3 separate regions of the Mus musculus genome follow, and regions 1 and 2 are each linked to region 3. A link is a contact called in public Hi-C and HiChIP or PLAC-seq data. All regions are on one chromosome and are shown on one strand. Each heading gives the region's core, a stretch centred on a gene start, on an enhancer-like site or on the middle of the called end of the contact. The rest is flanking DNA. Distances are from core to core; before and after follow the strand shown.

The links. HiChIP or PLAC-seq counts read pairs in DNA pulled down with a chosen protein or histone mark. Hi-C and Micro-C count contacts between places; a contact is called where the count stands out from the background.
Region 1: a Hi-C map of Sertoli cells shows a contact between it and region 3, with 4 times the contacts expected there. The contact joins two enhancer-like sites. A contact is called at or near these places in 2 of 15 datasets of contacts at CTCF or cohesin (both in the NIH/3T3 cell line), 14 of 484 Hi-C or Micro-C datasets (Sertoli cells, brown adipocytes, embryonic fibroblasts and 5 more) and 1 of 115 datasets of contacts at active chromatin or transcription factors (astrocytes).
Region 2: an SMC1A HiChIP or PLAC-seq map of the NIH/3T3 cell line shows a contact between it and region 3, with 5 times the contacts expected there. The contact joins two enhancer-like sites. A contact is called at or near these places in 2 of 15 datasets of contacts at CTCF or cohesin (both in the NIH/3T3 cell line), 11 of 484 Hi-C or Micro-C datasets (the C2C12 cell line, LSK cells, Sertoli cells and 6 more), 4 of 115 datasets of contacts at active chromatin or transcription factors (the NIH/3T3 cell line, differentiating embryonic stem cells, embryonic fibroblasts and 1 more) and 1 of 9 other capture datasets (embryonic trunk).

The regions. Positions count from the first base shown.
Region 1 is chr4:65,322,339-65,325,038 of GRCm38.p6, forward strand. It overlaps Pappa (pregnancy-associated plasma protein A), which reads left to right. Exons shown (of 22, transcript NM_021362.1): 18 at 1,401-1,548. Among named protein-coding and RNA genes, the nearest start is that of Pappa, 200 kb to the left of the region's middle. Within about 2 kb of position 1,358, at least 6 of the 459 cell types and tissues checked have an H3K27ac peak or open chromatin away from gene starts, as enhancers often do.
Region 2 is chr4:65,241,454-65,244,153 of GRCm38.p6, forward strand. All of the region lies in intron 9 of Pappa (pregnancy-associated plasma protein A), which reads left to right. Among named protein-coding and RNA genes, the nearest start is that of Pappa, 120 kb to the left of the region's middle. Within about 2 kb of position 1,413, at least 65 of the 459 cell types and tissues checked have an H3K27ac peak or open chromatin away from gene starts, as enhancers often do. A contact at or near this core is called in the NIH/3T3 cell line and Sertoli cells, where this site is marked.
Region 3 is chr4:65,495,241-65,497,940 of GRCm38.p6, forward strand. All of the region lies in intron 19 of Astn2 (astrotactin 2), which reads right to left. Among named protein-coding and RNA genes, the nearest start is that of Trim32, 110 kb to the right of the region's middle. Within about 2 kb of position 1,356, at least 103 of the 459 cell types and tissues checked have an H3K27ac peak or open chromatin away from gene starts, as enhancers often do. A contact at or near this core is called in the NIH/3T3 cell line and Sertoli cells, where this site is marked.

The DNA.
Region 1 (2,700 bases), core at 108-2,607, 170 kb before region 3:
AGGCCCTCTTAGTTTCCACATAACTGCAATCTCAGATGGGCCACATTCTTCTATATATGCTTCTCTTGCAATGGTGCCCACCTCCTGCTGGCCTGGGATAGACCTCAAGAGGGGCCCCTTTCTCTGCAGCTGGTGTGTGTGTGTGTGTGTGTGTGTGTGTGTGTGTGTGTGTGTGTGTGTGTTTAAAGACAAGGCAGCTTCAGTCCATATCAGCCCTTTCACGTTCTATCTCCCAGACATTAATTGTTTATTCCCTCATTCGTTTAGACGTTTATGCCTTTATTTTCTTTTTTTCTGGCCATCAGCCAATTTATTTCCTTATTAGTTAAAAACCAAAACCAAAACCAAAAACAAACAAACAAACAAACAAAAAACTACTTCCCATCCCATCTTTAGCTAAGCATCTGCAGAGAGGCAAGTAACAGACTGAGTGGCCTACATTACATGCAGGCTCTGAGGATACAGGGGTGCTGAGTCAAACCAGTCTCCAGGCTCCTGCAGAGCCTCTTGATCCATCCGGAAATGGTAGTTCTCCACTTGTTCTGGAGAATCCAGTCTCCTGAAGCCAACATCAAAGAGTCACACCTGTTGCACTCTGTTCTGCTTTACCCCGCCCTCACGGCTCAGCAGAACCACACCTTCCTTGGCCGTGGTCACTGCCCTGTCTTGCATTTGTGCCTGCGCTTCTCTCTTTCACGAATGTCCTTCCATTTCTCTTTTGTTTCTGGGAGCCCCATCAAACTTCTGGTTTGCTATGGTTTCACATGTTGAGTGGGTCATAAAGAAAGGATCTGTCTTTAAACTGCACTCTCTTACTTACTTACAGAAGAATGAGAAGTGAACTGTTGCTTACCTTAAAGAGCCAAAAGTAGAGATACACACAACCCGCTCTGAACCCTCTTGTGGCCATCGTAGTTGGAAGTACCTTGGAAGAGAAAGCTTCTCACCTGGGTTGCTTTCCTGGATCTAAAAAGGAAAGAAAATGCAGTGCACGGCTACCAGTTTTTGTGAATGCCTTGCCTGCCTCTTACATTTTATTGTCTGGATATAAAGAGTAGATGATGGGTTTCTGAATGTAAACAGCAATAATGTAAAACAAATATAAACAATTGGAATATCCCAAAGACCATTATTCTAGAAATTAGTAAACCTTGGAATTACTCGGTTTGGGAAGACTAGAGTAAGCTTCTTTGTTATCTGAGTCCTCAGTTTCTCCATAAGGTACTCACAATACCCCTGTTTCAAGATGACTGGGATTTAGCTATTAGAAACAAGTTATTTGGAACAATTCTAGCCTGTGGGGGAAATGACACATTGAAATGGCATCTTTCATACTGAGATGCATGTCCTTTGCACAGCTGGAGTCTGTCATGTCCTAAGAGTGTTTCTCTGGTGTTCAGGGCCGTGGGAGCAATATCATTCACTGCCGGAAAGATGGCACTTGGAGTGGTTCCTTCCACGTCTGCCGAGAGATGCAAGGCCAGTGCTCAGCCCCAAACCAACTCAACAGTAACCTCAAATTGCAGTGTCCTGATGGCTATGCAATAGGTAAGACGAGTCTAGATGGGAAACAGTGGCATATGTGTTTTCATCCATGAGCCTAGGCTAATGCCTGGTGTATTTCTGATCTTATATCCATATGAAACCTGACTCTGTGAGAGACACAGAGAAGAGTGAGACAAACTTTGTCTTCCCACCAATGAACTCATGAACAGGATCCTGGTTATACTATATAATATTGTGGGCAAGTGAGTGCAGCTATGGTAGAGAAAAGCTGTCAATGACCAACTGGGATAGAGAAGCACTCGGAGGAACTGATGCTTAGCCACAGATTTGCTAGACTTTGTCACATTTTCTAGGGAGAAGAAACTGAAACCAAGAAACTAAAGAGCAGGAAGTAAGACAGCATACAGGATCCACTGTGGCTGTTTTCATGATGAATTGTAGAATATACCTTATGCAGAGCACTCAAGAGCACTTGATGCTGGTCAAATGCTGGTTCCCAAAAGGGCATCATTGCTGATCCTTTTAACCAACTTTAACAGATGAGAGATAAAACCTTGAATGGACAGGGGAACTTGCCCAATTCCTAAGGTTTGACTTACTCCAAAGGCTCACCTCTCTTCCTGGCTGCCTTTAGAGAATAAATGGCTTCTTCAACCTTCAGTTTGTATGTGTGTACATGGTTTCTGTGGGGGAAATTTAGAGCATATAGAACCTGATTTAAAGGCATCTTACCTCATTAAGATGATTTCCTAATTAACCAAGGTGTGACCTCCAGGGAATTGAATGTCCTTATTCAGGGCCAGTGTGATTTATAGGAATATTTCCAGGGCTGTCTGGCACAGAAGGTCATCTGAACATATACAAAGCCTACATGTTCTTTATGAAACATGCTGAGAATTATCACTGTGTGTCCAGAGCAAAAAGGTCTGTGGCTGGATATAGAAGGTGCCTAGCGGTTCTTCATTTCTTTTTGAAGATGATAACACAGAAAGTCAGAAATTCAGAAAGCAGAATTTGTTGCCATCTGAACTTAGAGCTAGCGCCAGCACTCCTCCACAATTTTTATGGTACTAGCTCCCGCCAGGGTCAAAATATAGCAAGGATTCAGTATGCTCTCCCTGATCAAGATCTTACAAAACAACTAAGGGGAGCCAGACCAGAAGAATTATGGAGAAATGAGGGCTTGTGGTCACA
Region 2 (2,700 bases), core at 163-2,662, 250 kb before region 3:
ATATCCAATCATCTTCCCGAAGTTACTCTGCAGATTGCGTGGGGACCCACAACTTACCTTCTAGGCTTAACTTCTACCTCAGCAGACAACCAAGCCACAGGTTGGATTTTGAAGCCATATTGAACCTATTTTGATGATCATTCATGAAATGACAGTATCCAAAGTACTTTAGCATCATAGCTGAGGAAACTAGAAAGGTGTGTTATTTCTTATGGAGACTAAGTACCTGGGCCAGAGCAGCTGCCATCTGCCTGAAATTCCCCTCAGGGAAAGCCATTTCTATTCTCCCGCCCTATGAGAGAGCCCTTCATCACTGAGTGTTTCAAATAGATCATTTATTTCATTTATTTTGCTCAAGCTAACCAAAACTGGTTTCTGCTGATTATGTATTAAAATCCTAACTGAAAACTCTCTTCACAAAATAGAAAGAAGTTTAGAAGCATTTCCTGAAACTAGACTTTCCTCTCTCATGTAACTGTAGGGAGTCGGGATTCTGTGGAAGAAGAAGTATCAACCAGAGCAGTCCTTTAGGGAGCAGCATAGTACTAAATGGGGTGGCCCTATGTTGTGCAGCTTTATTCAATATGAGCCTATATGTGGCTCGTATCCCAGATATGAGATCTAAAATTTATTAGGATGTCTCAACTGGCTCAAGGTTCCAAAGGTATGGTGCTCCCTCCAAATTGAATACAGGACCCTGCTTTTTCTCCTCCAGAGCTTTGCCATTGGAATGGACTTCCTTCCTTCCTTCCTTCCTTCCTTCCTTCCTTCCTTCCTTCCTTCCTTTCTTCCTTCCTTCCTTCCTTCCTCCTTCCCTCCCTCCTTCCCTCTCTCCCTCCCTCCCTCCCTTCCTCCTCCTTCTGCTTCTCTTCCTTAATCTATGTCTTCCTCCTCCTTCTTGTCGTTGTCCTCCCCACTCCTCCTCCTCCTCTTCCTCTGCCTTTCTTTGCCACCCTTGTCATCACAGACCATTTAGAAGGGCTGTTTTCTCTGGGCCAGTAACAGCAGTGTGAGGGTGGGTGACAGATTTATGGGGGCATTCCCCTTCACTTTTCAGAAGCCCACACATCCGGAAGTATTCCCAAGGTGCCAATGTGTTATTGTGCAACACTCTGGTGACTTCCCTTTCCCACTTTCCCACCCCCAGTGCCCTAGTCCCCCAGTACATAAGTTTCTTATTACAACAAACACCACCCACAAGACCTCTTGAGTAATGCCGACTGCATTCCCCTTTGCAATGTGGAAATTATCTTGTCCTTTTTCGGCTGTTTAGAACTATAACACACACCAGGCCTGGGGTTTCCTTTAGAAACCATGATATCAGTGAAGTGATAACTCCCCCAGCAGGCTCTGGCTGGAGGCATTGTTCAGCAGCTTTGGGGAGTCCTCTCTAAGGCACTGAGTCATAAATGGCAGACAGGCTGCTGATAAAAGCTGAAGGAGGGAAGGTCAAATTAGTCAGACAAAATGTGCAGGATCCCCTAAAGGGCTTGCAGTTAGTCATAGATCTTGAGCCAACGCTGGAAACATGATCATTTCAGAGAGGACATTTAAGCCCTTACAGAATATGCAACTCTGGGTGCCTTTATATTTCACACTATGTGCTTCACGATAGTCCTGGATAGTTCACTTCTTGTCCTGGCTTAGTGGTAGACCTTGTGCGGTTCAACATCTTGAAACTCGGTTTTTCCCTTTGTGAAAGGCTCTTTTTGTTTTCAAGATCCACCTAATACTGAACATCCTTCATGGCTTGAGGAGATTCAAATTTTGCTGGATGCTGACATAGAGTCAAGAAAACAAATTCATAGAGACTCCCACATCATATCTCTCAGGACTGCAGGCACCCCCCACCATGTGTCTCTTTCTCCCAGCTCCTCTCCCCAGCAGCTCTCAGCCTCACTTTGTCTCCCATCCCTGACAGGGCATCTCCACCCCAGTGTTAGAGCCAGGGCCAGTAACTCAATTAGCACTCCCTAAAGCCCAGTGCCCTCCCTCTCTGTGTGGTAGATACACAGTAAGGGGCTGAGGATCAATCTGCCTGGCCACTAAGTTGCTGGGAGGGCAGGGGGTCACCTAGCCTATGGCCCCTCTGTCAGACCATCCTGGCCCTGACTGAAGCAAGGCGAGAAAGGAAAACAAGAAGATGAATCGTTGTGTCTTCTCAGTGGATATGCCTAGGAGAGTTTAGAACAACAATGACTAAAAAAGAAAACAGTATTTTAGGCTGGAGAGGAGGGAGACAGGGGCTCTGCTGGGAGCTGCATTTATTATTATTTTTCTTTTTAACAGTACTTTCTGTGTAACCGTAATGGAAGAATCCACCTCTCATCTTAGGAAAAAAATAATTTGAGAAACGAAATCAAACATTCCTCATTGCCTAAATTCATTTACAGTTCCCTCTGTTAAAACAAACAAACAAAACATCTCTATATATTGTAACTTTCCCTTCCAAGGCTTTCTGGAAAGAATGCTTTCCTTGACTTAAAGATAGGCCTTTATACAGAAAATAAAAATAAAGTTAAAAAAAAAAGAGGAAGAGATGGGGATGGCCATGATAGGGGTGGCAACGATGGTGATAGAGTCAGGATGTGCACAGCACAAACAGAGCATCAGATGGCATCGTAGTTACCAACACGGCATCTGGCTGAAAATCTGATGCAGAAGCTATATAAACCTGTGCCTCAGTTTTCATCAGCAAAA
Region 3 (2,700 bases), core at 106-2,605:
TCTTGGGAGCACTCACTTTTTGTTAGTTTGCTTTGTTTTGTTTTGTTTTGTTTCTCCTTTTGGGTGCTTTTAAAAAGCAATGGAAATTATATTTCCTGAAAGTTTGGGAAAGTTTCTCTCTCACACTCACTGAGGGGTGGGGGTGGGCTGTGAGATGTACATGCCTTACAGCTCATTGATGAGGATAACTGAGATGGGTGGAGCTGAAGCAGACATCTGTGGAGATGAGCTGGCAGCTGCAGGGACATGGAGGAAGAGACATAGGAGATGTGATTTGGTGCCATTGTTGTAGCTGAGATTGAGGCTCAAGCTCTGGCCTTGAGCCTAAGGCTCATTCTTACGAGGACACCCTTGCTGCCTCTGTCTAGCCTCCGTAATAACAGTATTTAAAATCATTGTTCTATGTCACCTAAGCTGAGAAGAGAGAAGCCGACCATTGTATATGCTGCTGCCCTCCTTCCCTGTATCTTCTCCAAATGCCCTATCTTTCCCCTATCACACACCCACTTCCCCTGCTCGTCTTCATGCCTGGTTCTCTTATCAAAACATGTATTGAATTCTGAGTGTTTTGAATGTATGCAGCTTCTAGTCTGTGTAGTATGTTTTAGTGTTGCACATACTGTATGCTGCCTGGATAGGTGTCCTTTGATCTGTTACCCATGCCTGTGCATGCTTGGTGAACTGACATGGCATTTGGCACGTATACTTTACAGTCTGCCTGTGGGGCAGTGGCTGTGCTTATGCATCTCTGTTGTTTATCCATAGTCTCATTCCTGGAGGATTTGCTGTGTAGTGAGTAAAAGATACACACTATCTGTGTGTGCTCTGCTTTTAATGTCTTTTGGATGTCTGTGTGTGCTGTGGTCTACTGCATTTCTGTGCTGGGGTGTGTGTGTGTGTGTGTGTGTGTGTGTGTGTGTGTGTGTGAGACTGTGTGTCTTTATGATCTAGCTTACCTTTCTATATTGCACACGCTCTGAATATCCTCAGAGGTGCTTACACACGTTTAAATGTATTGTATACATCCACGTATTGTCCTTGCAGCTTAGCTGGGTGTGATGATGGTGTTGCATGCATCTGTGTGTGATGGGTTGAATTCACATTGTGTTTCTGTATTATGCGACTCACAAACAAAATCTCCTTGTTTGTATGCTGAGTATGAGTAGGGTATGTTCTATTTGTTGTTTGTAGGTATGTGCTCATGTTCTGTGCTTTCCCTGGGCCTCTGTCTCAGTGAAATGTGTGTTTGAGTGTGTTCTCTGCCAGCTCTTCCTCCCTTTCTGGTGCCCCAGCCTCCCTCCTTCCCTCCTCCTCCCTAGGCTGTGACTGCTCTCAGCTGACACCTCGGCTGCTCTGGCAACCCAAGTACAGCCTGGAGAAAGGTCAGCTGGCTGCCTGAGCCCTGGGCCTGCCTAGAGCCTTCCACCCAGTGTTGTGGTGCAGGAGCGCCCTCTATTGGCTATGATATTCACAAAAGGCCCTAGAAATGGGCTTAGGCTTCCTTGTCTTGATAATCCCTGAGATTTCCATCTTTACTAAGTAATAGCCTAGAAGGCGAATAGGTCAACATAATTTATTGTCCAAACCAGACACTCTTAAGAATGGCAGCACTATTACATACACTCAGACACTGATGTATGCAGAGAGCAGATGGCCCAGAAAACGACTGTCCCGGACCCTTATTCAAAACATAGATGGCCCTTTGAAAAGAAGCCTCAAAAATGTGTGCTAGCACATACCAGTGGGAAAAAAAATCCACATTTCCTGGTGACTTCATGCAAGTTTGGAGACTCCTAGCAGCGATTTTTCAAGGCGCTGATCCCCCTTTGCAACAGAGACCCAAGGATGAGACTAAGTCCTCCTGGTATAGAAAGTAGAAAGGGATAACAGAAAGAATTTCTCAGGTGACTTAGCACAAGCAGGTCAAAAGTACATGTGAGAACAGGAGTAGTCATGGGGATGACAGAAATTGTTCAAGGTGTTTCTTGTAGCCTTATCTGTGAAGTCATTTGTGAAAACATGTATGTACTCACACAAATCCACCCGGAGGCAGATGACCAACAGCCAGTATGGTTAATGACTTCATAGATTTGAGCACAAGCACCCTTTACTACGATTTGAGATCTAGAAGAAGCAGAACAAAGCTGAAAGTACATTTCAGGTGGAGAAAACTGAGTTTCATTCTATTCCTTTTGCCAATGATTAGAGACGAGGCTCACATTAGAGGACCTGTTTCTATAAACTTGGGACAACAATTATAAGTCAGACCAAAGGACCACTTGGTCCATTTGGTTCAAAAAACATTTTCCAGAATTTTACCTTTTATGAAACATGGATAGTCATTTCATATAAAATTTAAAACTACAGGTGTAAAATAAAGTTAAGCAGATTTCTTTCTCAAGAGGTGTCTTAGAACATTAAAAATGATAATATGGCATAGATTTCTAGAAAATGGATGGTACGCTGAATCCACTCTTTCATAAATGACAGATATGAAGGTAATTTGCCCTATCAGAAATCCTTTGGAAATACATTCTGTCTTACTAAAAATTGTCCTATTTTCTTCCTTTTGTTCATTTGTTTTGATTTACATCTACAGATTTTCGTACTGACATCCACAAACAGAAATTATGTGACCATGATAAACCACAAATGGGAAAAGACTTAAAGAGGTCAAGTGGACTTGCCCCAGGTCACAGC